Regions from separate parts of the Zea mays genome. Here all the other regions are linked to region 3. Evidence: chromatin contacts called from public Hi-C data. All regions are on one chromosome and are shown on one strand. Each heading gives the region's core, a stretch centred on a gene start, on an enhancer-like site or on the middle of the called end of the contact. The rest is flanking DNA. Distances are from core to core; before and after follow the strand shown. Region 1 has its middle 2.6 kb from the start of LOC103632951. Region 2 holds the start of LOC103632948 (helicase SEN1). Region 3 holds the start of LOC100284966 (protein brittle-1).

Region 1 (3,743 bases), core at 1,112-3,611, 250 kb after region 3:
ACATCTAATAAGACACATTGTATTTTTCTTTTCTCTTTTGAACTAAGATGGTAAGAAATCACTTACTCGCCTTTCTTTTCATGCTTGGGCTAACATGGTCTATTTGTAATCTGACCTCATAACATCGTGAAAACATGTTTTGATGGTACCATATATAGTTTCAGTTGTGAACCTGCATATTTGTTTGAGTTTGTAGATGAGTTATTTGGTTGCAACATAGATAGATACCTATGCAAGGTAGTGTCTCCAGACCTGATAGATCAGATATAGATTGACATGTCTCCGTGTGTGTGTGTATGCACTCTTTTTTCCTTGGATCAGCTATAAAGTGATCTCTATATATATGTATATGTGTATGCATGTTTATATCCTTATGTGAATATGTACACACATAATATACACACATGTGTGCAAGCATAGAGACAACATAACATGCTTGTTGCACCAAAAAGAACATGAGGAGCATGGAAAAAAAATCAACATTGCGTCTAAGACAGCTAGGCATATAATGTGCATTTGGAAATGACATTGAAGATCATAATGTGCATATATAAAGGTGACTATACACTATAATAATAGGTAAAGATCATGAGAGGTAATGTACAGACCACCAATGGAATCTTACTTGTCTAGAAAATAGGATAAGGGAAGAAGTAATTACCACGTTGGTGTTGTCTAGGAGCATGGTACTACCCAGCACCGTTCCAAAATGAATCTACAATGAAGTCAAAACACAAATTAACAATTTAGCATATTAACAATCATTTATGTATTATTAATACGCTAAATGCAGAAGGCATTTTCGAACGGAAGACTTGACAAAGTGCAGAAAATGATTCTAATGCTCACCTTTCTTTGTCAATGAGGTGGTCGTGTCACCCTTTTCTGCTGATTTGTTTCCATAAACTGATCTAAGTTACATATAAAAAAGAAGGAAAAATAGCAAACTTGCCCTCTGACGAATTGAAAGAATCGAAAGTTGAAGAATAGCGTGGCTACAAATAATTAGAAACAATCCTAACAGGTCATGTATTTGGAGGTTTATCACTACAACAGCCGCTCTATTGCCCAGAGGGAATGCAGCGAGGCTTATGAAAAAATCTAGGGAAAAAGAAAACCAAAATATGCACATCCTAGCTTAGATTGTAAATCATAGAGGAATCGAATGTAGAATCGATTGGCCCAAGGGAATGCAGCGAGTTTTCTATTTTAAAAAATGCTGAAACACTGAAAAAGAAAATAAACTCTGCACATCATAGATTCAAAGCCATAAAAAGGAACAAGAGTGGGGAGCACAATGTTGAAGGGGCACCCAAAGGAAAAAATTGACTTTTCCAGACTCTATTTCCATATAAAGTAGACTAAACAAGAAACACACACTTCCATGTTGCAAATCAAGATATGGAAGCCTCCCATGCTGTAGGAAAAAACCTAAACAAATCTAGTAGTGACAAGCCTTTCCACCTCATACATTAGAGCACAGAAAGGATCGAAGGGTAAAAACCAAGAGTAACTTAAAAATTGTAAAGAAAACAAAGAAGCAATATGAAGGATAGAGAGATGGAATGCAGCGCCCAAAGGAAAACAACAAAATAACACGTCATAGTGACATTGGAGGCAGCCAAAAATGGAGGTCTGCAAAGAAGGGGATGCCTGTGAAATAATAAAGGCATGCCAAATGGAAAGTCACCTTCCCGATTGTGTTACCAGACGAATATCAATAAGTAGGACCACACCATTCATGCTCCAAAATAGAAATGCATACAAGCTTCACCGAGCAAGCGATAGAAGCACGGAAAAACACAATTGAAGAGAATGTCGTGGAACTGGAAGACGCCAGACATGGTCGAAGCAAGCTCTAGGCTAGAAGACGCTTGACATGGTCGAAAGGACGCAGCTCGACGAAAAAATAAACATACTTCGAGCACATAAAGGAAACGTGAGTGTAGAGAATATTGTGGAAGTGGAAGACACCGGATAAAGCCGAATCAATAATCCCCAAGCTAGGATACGCCGGATAGCGAATATGGCGGAAGTAAATAACTTGGAAAAAAGAAACATTGGAAAAAAAACTTGACGAGGAAGCTGAGACGGCAAAGAAACTGATAGAAACGAAGCAGGTGTAAAAATGGGCACATGGAAACCTCATAACATATCCACCAAAACGGATCGGACCAGCAAGGAGTGGGAAAAATATGTATCTCACTAAACAATCAGAGCGGATGAGTAAGGCGGCAGTAGACAAAGCGTTTAGGCTGAAGCAAAGTAGATAAGGAAGGCGACGAAAGACAAAGCAACTAAGAAAGAATGATGCAGAGATGAGGAAAGCGATGGAAGACGAAGCGACTAGAAGAGGACCGGGGGCGGAGGAAGCCAGAAGCATCCAAAGGCAAAGTGTCAGATCTCAGATGGAAGTTATGGAACTCTCCAGAGGAGAGCCTCGTCCTTTTTTTCTTTGTTTACTCGCCACTGATGCAGTGATAGATATGGACCGTTGATTTGTAATCAAACGGGGGACAAATTTTTGATGACGTGGATAGTCTGGTTGTTGCCGTTTTGAACCAGCTTTAATGGAACTCTCCAGATGAGAGCCTCGTCCTTTTTTTTCTTTGTTTACTTGCCACTGATGTAGTGATAGATATGGACCGTTGATTTGTAATCAAACGGGGGACAAATTTTTGATGACATGGATAGTCTGGTTGTTGCCGTTTTGAACCAGCTTTAATAATAAAGAAATTATCAACTTTGATCAAACCTTTTCAACCTTGTTTGGATCTCCTAAGAAAAATGAAAATGAGGTACAAAAAAAGAATGAGGTCTATATCTACTATTTTTACTACGCAAAGAGAAAAAAATAACAAAAAGGGGGTTCCCTATTTCATTAGCAAATAGGAAACCAAAGTGTCACGTCACTTTACAGCTTACATGTCTTAGATCTCAAACAACATCTTGCCTAATATCACATAAAAGGTTCTAGAAAGCTAGATCTGAAAGTCTATTACAGAATCAAAAAGCCACAAGGAGAGTAGCAAACTAAGACATTTAAACTAAGCAACAGACATCTCACAACACATCTAGTGTCAGGGAGGAACCAACCGAGGGTTTCAAATGTGCGGTACTTCAAACAGTGACACCACACCAAGCACAGCTTGATGGAAGCGCACTTCAAGAAAACGTCTTTATTTACGTAATACGACGATCAACTGGTGTCCACCCTAATGCTCTTTTGAAGATTTCTTCATAATTCTTATGATTAGCTTGCTTTTTCCCTCCAGCGTCATTCTTGTTGTTCTTTTCTGGATGATAGCCCAAGAGTCCAACCAAAAGCAGCAAAGAAGAAAAATGTTAGTAGCATCGGCAAGATCTTTATTATTAAAGCATCTATTATTTCTAATTCTCCAAAGAGTCCACAAGACAACTCCACAACCTACAATGAGCAGGTTTGTGTCATCTTTTTTGAAATTTCCCATCCACGAACCAAACATCTCATTAGCATTATTTGGAATGTCAAGACTATTTAAAGCATTTTGGATTACTCTCCAAGTGAAACTAGCAACCTGACAGTCGTGAAAAATATGCTTTGTGAAAGGGAATTAGGCTTACACCTAGTTCCTATATAATTTTGGTGGTTGAATTGCCCAACACAAATCTTTGGACTAACTAGTTTGTTCTAGTGTATAAGTTATACAGGTGCAAAAGGTTCACACTTAGCCAATAAAAAGACCAAGTATTGAGTTCAACAA
Region 2 (4,141 bases), core at 321-2,820, 240 kb before region 3:
CGTGGCCGCAGGCATGTGTCCTGCAACCTGCTCACTCAGTGACACGTCCATGGCAGCCAGCCTTCTGTGTGTTTCTCAGCCTATGTGTGGGAAGTTTCTTCTTAGTGCAATGTTGTAGGGGCGGTCTTTCGCCCGCAGGTCAAGTTTTTTTTATTAAAAGCGATGTTATCCTAAACGGACGTTAGACCGTTTTAACGCCGTTTAGATGCTACTCAGTAGCTAACCGTTTAGGCCATTTAATCTGTTTAATCCCGTATAATCTGTTTTTTAGTCTGTTTAAACGTCTGTGTAGTTCGATTAAACACTAAACCGAGGATGACCGACTGTTTACCATTTAGCATTCAGGATAACACTGATTAAAAGAATTTTCTACTCCCTCTATCCCAATTTATAATTCGTTTGACTTTTTGTACCAAGTTTGACCAGCTCATCCTATTCAAAAAAAAATTGTGATAACAAGAAAATTTCAAAGCCATACTTAAAGTACATTATATGCTAAACAATACTACGGTAACAATTAATAATAATTATGAATTTTTTTAATAAGGCAGCTGGTCAAACTTGATGCGAAAAAATCACACGAATTATAAATTGGAACGGAGGGAGTATTTTTTTATTCCTTACTGAAAACGTTGTGTCCAATGGTCTACTTTTGATCACATTACAAATGGCATACTATGTCTGCAAATGACCATTTAATAAAAAGTTAAGCTTCACAAAATCTAATTCCTATCAACTACTTCCCCAAATCAAACGCAACCTAATAATACTGCCACTAGATATCCAGCAGCATGAATTCCATTACAACAATGCTTCATTCATGACGTTAACAGAACCTGAAATCTACAAGTAATGTGGGGAGACAGAGAAGCCATAGGCACATACATTCGCGTTATACTATCAACTTCCGGGAAGTTGACTTCCCAAAGCAAACCTCGAGCTTATTACGGTCCAGCAAGCTGCTCGAACGAATCATAATCTAAGGTGCAATCCTAAACCCACGACGACAACCCTAAACCCCCGGCCGAGTACGCATCGTACCAACCGCCATGCCGCCTTAAGAGCTACGCGAAGCGAGGGAGCAATGGGGGCGGCCACAAGCCCACAACCACACTTACCACTCCTCCTTGGCGCGGATGAGTCGCCGGTGCTTGGCGGCGGACGACTCGCCGCCGTCATCGGCGTCCTCGTCCTCCTGCATCCTGCGCCAACGGTCGGCCAGGTCGATCCGCCGCGCCGCCGCCATCGCCGCGGACGGCGCCGGTCCGTGATCGGTGCCGGCCCGGCGTGGTTCTAGGGTTTCGGCAAGACGGCGAGCGAGCGCGCGGGATAGAGACGTGAATGCGAGAGCGCGGGAGTGCGGTTTCGGAACGGAAGGATTTGCGAATGGTATGGTATCTGCCGGGCGAGGTTATAGGCAATGGCGGCCCCTTGCCCGGAACCGCTCCTCCGTGCCCGCCACTTTGGGGGAAGTACGCTGCGCGTTCTCGCGCCCGGCGCAGTAGCCGAATTTCGTGTTGTTTTCCCCCTTTCTCTTTCTAGAGCGACTCTAATTCTCTAAACAACTCTCTAAATCTTATTTTAAAAGTAAACAAAAAATAGTTTTTAATAGTTCTCTAAATAGATTTGCTAATTTTAGTTACTTCCTATCCAACCATAGTTGCCGTTATTTTCTCCACACCTGCGTGCTTAATATTTTCCATTTTCAGATAGTTAGATAGGACACACTCTTTTTTCCACTTTCTCGAACAATAAGGCATTTAGGTCCAACGTGCATGATACAAGCTTCTCCTTCGTTGTTGGACCACTGTCGCACAATAAGTTGCGGCACTAGACCACCACTCCTCCACATGTCGTGTCGATCACGGTTTTCTTCTCTGTCCTCGACATCCTCTGCTCTCAACCTTGCCGCCAGCCAAGTTCGATAGAGGTAGGACTGCCAAAGCTAGATTCAAAATTGAAATACTCCCAAAATATGGCAACTATTAAAGATCAAACTATTTTTACTTCCAATAGCTAATTAGCAACTTGCTAAACATGATTTTAGTAAGCTATTTTTAGAGAACTCTTGGAGTTGCTCTTAGGCTATCTCTAGGATAACCTTTATCGTATCCTTCCTCTTGTTCTTTATTTTAAACTTCTCTCTACAAATAATGTTAAACAACACCATCTATAATTCTGTGTCCCATATTTTTTCAAAATCTACTGAAGATAGTCTAGGCCCCGGTTGGTTAGAGGGACTAGAGAATTGTCGGCATTTCGAACCCGGGGGTCCCTGGACCGACGAGTAAATTGTCGCCGCGTGCCCCAGCCCAGATGGGTCGGCGCGAGATGGAGTGCGAAGGGGGGAAGAAGCCGGAGGGAGACAGGCGTAAAAGGGGAAACCTGCGGCCTTCGTGTTTGTCCTGCGCCCAGGTCGGGTGCGCTTGTAGTAGGGGGTTACAAGCGTCCACGCGGGAGGGAGCGAGCGGCTTACGCGAGCGCTGTCCCGTCCTTCCCCGCGCGGCCAACCCTCTGTAAGAGGGCCCTGGACATTCCTTTTATAGGCGTAAGGAGAGGATCCAGGTGTACAATGGGGGGTGTAGCAGTGTGCTAACGTGTCTAGCGGAGAAGAGCTAGTGCCCTAATTACATGTCATCGTGGCAGCCGGAGAGGTTTTGGCACCCGGTTCGTGTGGTGTCGTGGCCGTCGGAGGAGCGCTGGAGCCTGGCGGAAGGACAGCTGTCGGGGCTGTCGAGTCCTTGCTGACGTCTCCTTGCTTCCGTAAGGGGGCTGAGAGCCGCTGTCGTCATAGAGCATGTGAGGCGCCATCATTACTTGTTTACCGGGGCGAGCCGGATGGGACGTCGGTCTTGTTCCTCGTAGCCTGAGTTAGCTTGGGGCAGGGTAATGATGGTGCCTCCTGTGACGTGGTCGGTCCGAGCCCTGGGTTGGGCGAGGTGGAGGCTCCTCCGAGGTCGAGGTCAAGTCTGTCTTCCGAGGCCGAGGTCGAGTCCGAGCCCCTGGGTCGGGCGAGGCGGAGACCGTCGGCTGAGGCCAGGGCTGAGTCCGAGCCCTGGGGTCGGGTGGTGCGGAGTTCGTCGTCTTCCGGGGCTGAGCCCGAGTCCGAGCCCTGGGGTCGGGCGATGCGGAGTTCGTCGTCTTTCGGGGCTGAGCCCGAGTCCGAGCCCTGGGTCGGGCGATGCGGAGGTCGTCGTCTTCCGGGGCCGAGCCCGAGTCCGAGCCCTGGGTAAGGCGAGGCGGAGCTCGTCGTCTTCCGGGACCGAGCCCGAGTCCGAGCCCCGGGTCGGGCGAGGCGGAGTTTCCTATGGCGCCCGAGGCCGGACTTGGCTGCTGTCAGCCTCACTCTGTCGAGTGGCACAGCAGTCGGAGCGGCGCAGGCGGCGCTGTCCTCTTGTCAGGCCGGTCAGTGGAGCGGCGAAGTGATTGCGGTCACTTCGGCTCTGTCGACTGAAGGGCGCGCGTCAGGATAAGGTGTCAGGCCACCTTTGCATTAAATGCTCCTGTGATACGGTCGGTTGGCGTGGCGACTTGGCCAAGGTTGCTTCTTGGCGAAGACTGGGCCTCGGGCGAGCCGAAGGTGTGTCCGCCGCTGGAGGGGGTCCTCGGGCGAGACGTAAATCCTCCGGGGTCGGCTGCCTTTGCCCGAGGCTGGGCTCGGGCGAGGCGAGATCGTGTCCCTTGAGTGGACCGATCCTTGACTTAATCGGACCCATCAGGCTTTGCAGCTTTATGCTGATGGGGGTTACCAGCTGAGATTAGGAGTCTTGAGGGTACCCCTAATTATGGTCCCCGACAGTAGCCCCCCAAGCCTCGAAGGGAGTTTTAATACTCGCTTGGAGGCTTTTGTCGCACTTTTTTGCAAGGGGACCGGCCTTTCTCGGTTGCGTTTTGTTCCGGTGGGTGCACGCGAGCGCACCCGCCAGGTGTAGCCCCCGAGGCCTCGGAGGAGTGGTTTGACTCCTTCGAGGTCTTAATGCGTTTCGCAATGCTTCGGCCGGTCTGATTGTTCCCTCATGCGAGCTGGCCGTAGCCCGGGTGCACGGTCGGGTCCCAAGTTCTCGGGCTGGTATGTTGACGTTGTCAACGGTTTGGCCGGAGCCGGGTTTGCGAGAGCAGCCCCCGAGCCTCCGCACAGGGC
Region 3 (3,772 bases), core at 1,108-3,607:
GTCTTGCTGGTTTACTTGCCCCACACAATTGTTGAATCACATTGCTTATGCATTTGTGGACTGTGCTACATATATTTATGAGAGAATTCCATGTGTGTTGTAAAAAAAATTGCTTTCACATTTATACCACAAAAAAAGTGTGTTACCCTATGGTATCACAATTCGAGTTTTAGTCTACCACTGCTGTCTGTTTTTGCTAACTTGGACATTAACTATAAAGAACATTATGAATTATTGATTAGGTTGAACAGAATGTTGTTCTGAGAACAAACACAGATTATCTCACTGAATTATTGATTACTTGTCTTGAGAATACTGTTATTGTAGAAAGCTTGTGCATTGCATGTATATGAAAAAAGAATCTTACATAGGTATCGATCTTCTCGGAGATGTTTATTTATTGGTGTTTGAGAATATATATATATATATATTTGAATTATTGCCTGCACAGTTTGAAGGATCGAGATAACTGTAGTTGTGTTGGCTTTCCTTTTTCCATTCAGTGCGTAGTTGATGGCTAACTTCATGACTATCATGAGTGACTTAACTGATTTTGTCAAATAATTCAATTAGTAACACGTCTGATGAATCATAATCCTCTGTGCTACCTGTACCCGCCGTAGTAAAATAAAATATTATGGCATGTTAGCCTCCTTGCTTTGTTAGTTTGGAGAGTACTCTGTAATTTTCTTGGTTGCCTTGTAATATCAGGTTACTATAGCTGTCTGCATCGAGACTGTTTTGTGTCTTGAACTAAGAAAAACTCTCCATGGTTTGCAGAACCAAGACAAGAAAACAGATATCAACTGTGACGCCACACTCAGAAGCTTGTTTGGTGGGAGGGACAAGGTTGGGATGCTGGAGATCTCCAAGCTTTTGAGTCGTGACTTCCCGAAAATCTCCAAGCTTTTGTGGTCCATGGAGCCAGGGATGGCTCTTTGGTAAAAGACTTCGTTGTGGATGGCCTCTTTTATGGTCCATGTTAAGTCTCAAGTCCCACTAGGTGGTTAAGCAGAAAAATCTTGTGATGGCATTAAGACTTTCAGACTTTGTTTTTGGGTCTGATGCATGTAAAAAGGATTCCCAGTGTTTCTGTTGCTCTTGCGATCCTGTGAGGACACATATGAGAGAAATATTTAGTCTGTTGATGGCAAATCTTGTCTTATGTTCATGCCTGTGTCTATCTGATCAAGCGTTATGATATGATCCCATGCGTGGTACTGTGTTCTTTAGAGATGTACTTAATTATGTTTCTCTTGCATTTCATATTGCTTTGTCTAATTGTTACCGCAAATTAAGATTTTATTATAATTCCAATTTGATATGCCTCATCATAACCATGGTTACTGTAGGGCGCACCAAAGTGCGCCTCCTGATCTAGTGCTATAAAAGGACTTCTAAAATAACCGAAGGGAGTAGCTGACAAGCAGAATCTCTTAATTGCTTAATTCCAAGGTTCTTACGACTATAAACTGAGTGGTAACAAAAGAAAAAAATGATGCCAATTAATTAGGGTTTTTGGAACTCAAAGTTAAATGAGTAATAAAAAAAGAGAGTAATGCTATTAATTAGAGAGATAGAGGAAATAAAATGCTAAGGGCTTGTTCGGTTAGCTCTCAATCCATGTGGATTGAGTGAGATTGGATGAGTTTGAATCCCAAACATATCAAACTTCTTTTTAATTGTTTCTAATCTCATCTAATCCATGTGTATTGGGAATAACCGAATAAGGCCTAAATTGACATTTGAGTGAGTTACGCCCTGCATATTAAGGGTGATAATAAATCATAATCCAAATATTTCTCTACTCATTTAATCAATCCTTGCTACCCCTAGCTACGTGACAACCCTGACATCCGCACTCCTGACCCACTCTCCCCTTCATCTCTTTTATGATCGCACCCTCCATAGGTCAGTGATTTACACATCGCACGCATACCCGGGACCACAAATAAAGTATTTTTTTCTGTGCAGACATGACGAGAGTATGTACAATGAGTGTCTTAAGTTGTGTCTTAGAGTGTGTCTAGAGGGTGAATGTAAAAAAACTAAAGACATGTATCTTGACGAAGACACAATGTCTTAGCTCTATGTTCGAGATAGGAGACTAGTTGGTTGGTCACTTTAATTTATTGAATGCTCTAATTAGTACAATGAATATGGTAAGACATATGTTTTAGACATGACCATTATATTATTTATGTTTTAGTTGTGTCTTATACTTGGAGTACCGTTTAGCGGTGTGTAGGTTGTACCTGCCTTGATGGTTGAAAATGTGCTGTCGTCACCATGCAAACACCACATCGAGATACGTGCCATTCAAAACAGCAGTATGTACTAAACATTTTTGGACCGCAAAGCAAAGCAGTGCAGACAACGTTCGCACTGGCCACCCCTGCATCCCCGCTATTAACTTCCGCCCCCCAAAATCCAAAAGCAGCGCAGCGAGGGAAGCGGTCACGCGCCGCCATGGGCTACCAGGATGCGCCGGGCGGCGGCGGGAAGCTATCGCTCGCCAGCGTGGGCTTCGCCGGCCCGGGCGCGGGGGCAGGAGGGGGCGGCTACAAGGAGCTGCTCGTCATGGCGCTGCCTCAGGACGACGGCCTCGACGGCGCCAAGGTCGCGGAGGCCATCGGCGTCAGGCTACCGGACGTCGGAGGGGCCGTGAGGGTAAGGAAATCCCCACCTGATTTTACGTGCTTCCAATCCCATGTTTCTGGAGCGATGGAAGGGACGCGTATTTCGATTTTGGCCGGTTACTCTTTTTTTTTCTGAACTAATTGAAACTGGCGTACTGCGCTTTCCCCCATTGGTTGCGACTTGCGTGTTTAGTTTTAGGCTTTTGATTTCTATGATTCGGCACATAGTTTCAGATTCCTACGTTGTCACAAGGGCGTGCCTTTTTGCTGCTAAAGTGCTAAGTATGCGGACTGTCCTTGATCACGCGAGATTTTTTCCCACCGTTGTTGCAAGTATAACTTGCTGCGGTGAAGATTCTTTTGGTCATCTCAGATGTTGCCTCGTTGCAGAGTTTTGGCCTAGTTCAGCTTCCAACCGAGACACCAGTAGTCTTGTCAACTGTAGGTGCCTCCTGTTCCTGTCGATAAGGGCTGTGCTTCTACGGTTCTACAATGCCTTCTATGCTTGCGTTCATCTCGGTGGCTTCATCCAAATAATCGTTTCCAACTTATTATTTTCTCAGTCATAGTCCTTCTGTTAAATTTCCATTGATGAACAACAATTAAGGTATGCATGATGCTATGCTATCTTTAGGAGTTAGGACCACATCGTGCATACAATCGATGCACATGTGCCTTTCCTTTTCTGATTTTCCTCAACCTAGGTCGATAATTGGTTATCGAATCCCAAACGTAGGCTACAGTTGGAAATATTAACATTTTGTACTCACCGGCTATGAGGAATAGCTTTTACTCTACATAAGCGTTACCCACATACTTGGTTAAGGTTGAAAACCTTGAAGAGAAGATCAAACGTGCTTCCAGAAGTCAAACGGAATAAACGTATGTTAAGCAAAGTTTGAAAAAGGTGTGGTTTGGCTGGATATATCCGTTACAGGTCTGGACAAAATGTTTCTTTCACAGATGGCATGGTATTTGTGCTTCTCTATCCATCCCTCCTGTGGTCTTTATCCACGTACTTGGAAGATGTTTACGCATAAAGGTTCAGTTGTCTCTGTTCCCCTTGCCCTTTTCATTCTTTGGTACATTGACAACCACACAATGCCAAAACACTTGCAGTTGCAGCTAGGCTT

What was found. A called contact is a pair of places that touch in the nucleus more often than the background predicts.
Region 1: a contact with region 3 is called in a Hi-C map of endosperm, with 1.6 times the contacts expected there. The contact joins the enhancer-like site here to the promoter of LOC100284966 in region 3. A contact is called at or near these places in 2 of 25 Hi-C or Micro-C datasets (endosperm and leaf).
Region 2: a Hi-C map of ear shows a contact between it and region 3, with 2.0 times the contacts expected there. The contact joins the promoter of LOC103632948 here to the promoter of LOC100284966 in region 3. A contact is called at or near these places in 5 of 25 Hi-C or Micro-C datasets (ear, leaf and tassel).

What each region holds. Positions count from the first base shown.
Region 1 is chr7:140,210,975-140,214,717 of Zm-B73-REFERENCE-NAM-5.0, forward strand. No RefSeq gene overlaps it. Among protein-coding and RNA genes, the nearest start is that of LOC103632951, 2.6 kb to the left of the region's middle. Within about 2 kb of position 2,362, at least 2 of the 20 cell types and tissues checked have an H3K27ac peak or open chromatin away from gene starts, as enhancers often do. A contact at or near this core is called in endosperm, where this site is marked.
Region 2 is chr7:139,721,497-139,725,637 of Zm-B73-REFERENCE-NAM-5.0, forward strand. It overlaps LOC103632948 (helicase SEN1), which reads right to left and starts at 1,571. Exons shown (of 22, transcript XM_020541013.2): 1 at 1,119-1,571.
Region 3 is chr7:139,962,850-139,966,621 of Zm-B73-REFERENCE-NAM-5.0, forward strand. It overlaps LOC100284966 (protein brittle-1), which reads left to right and starts at 2,358. Exons shown (of 5, transcript NM_001157861.2): 1 at 2,358-2,670. The coding sequence starts at 2,470.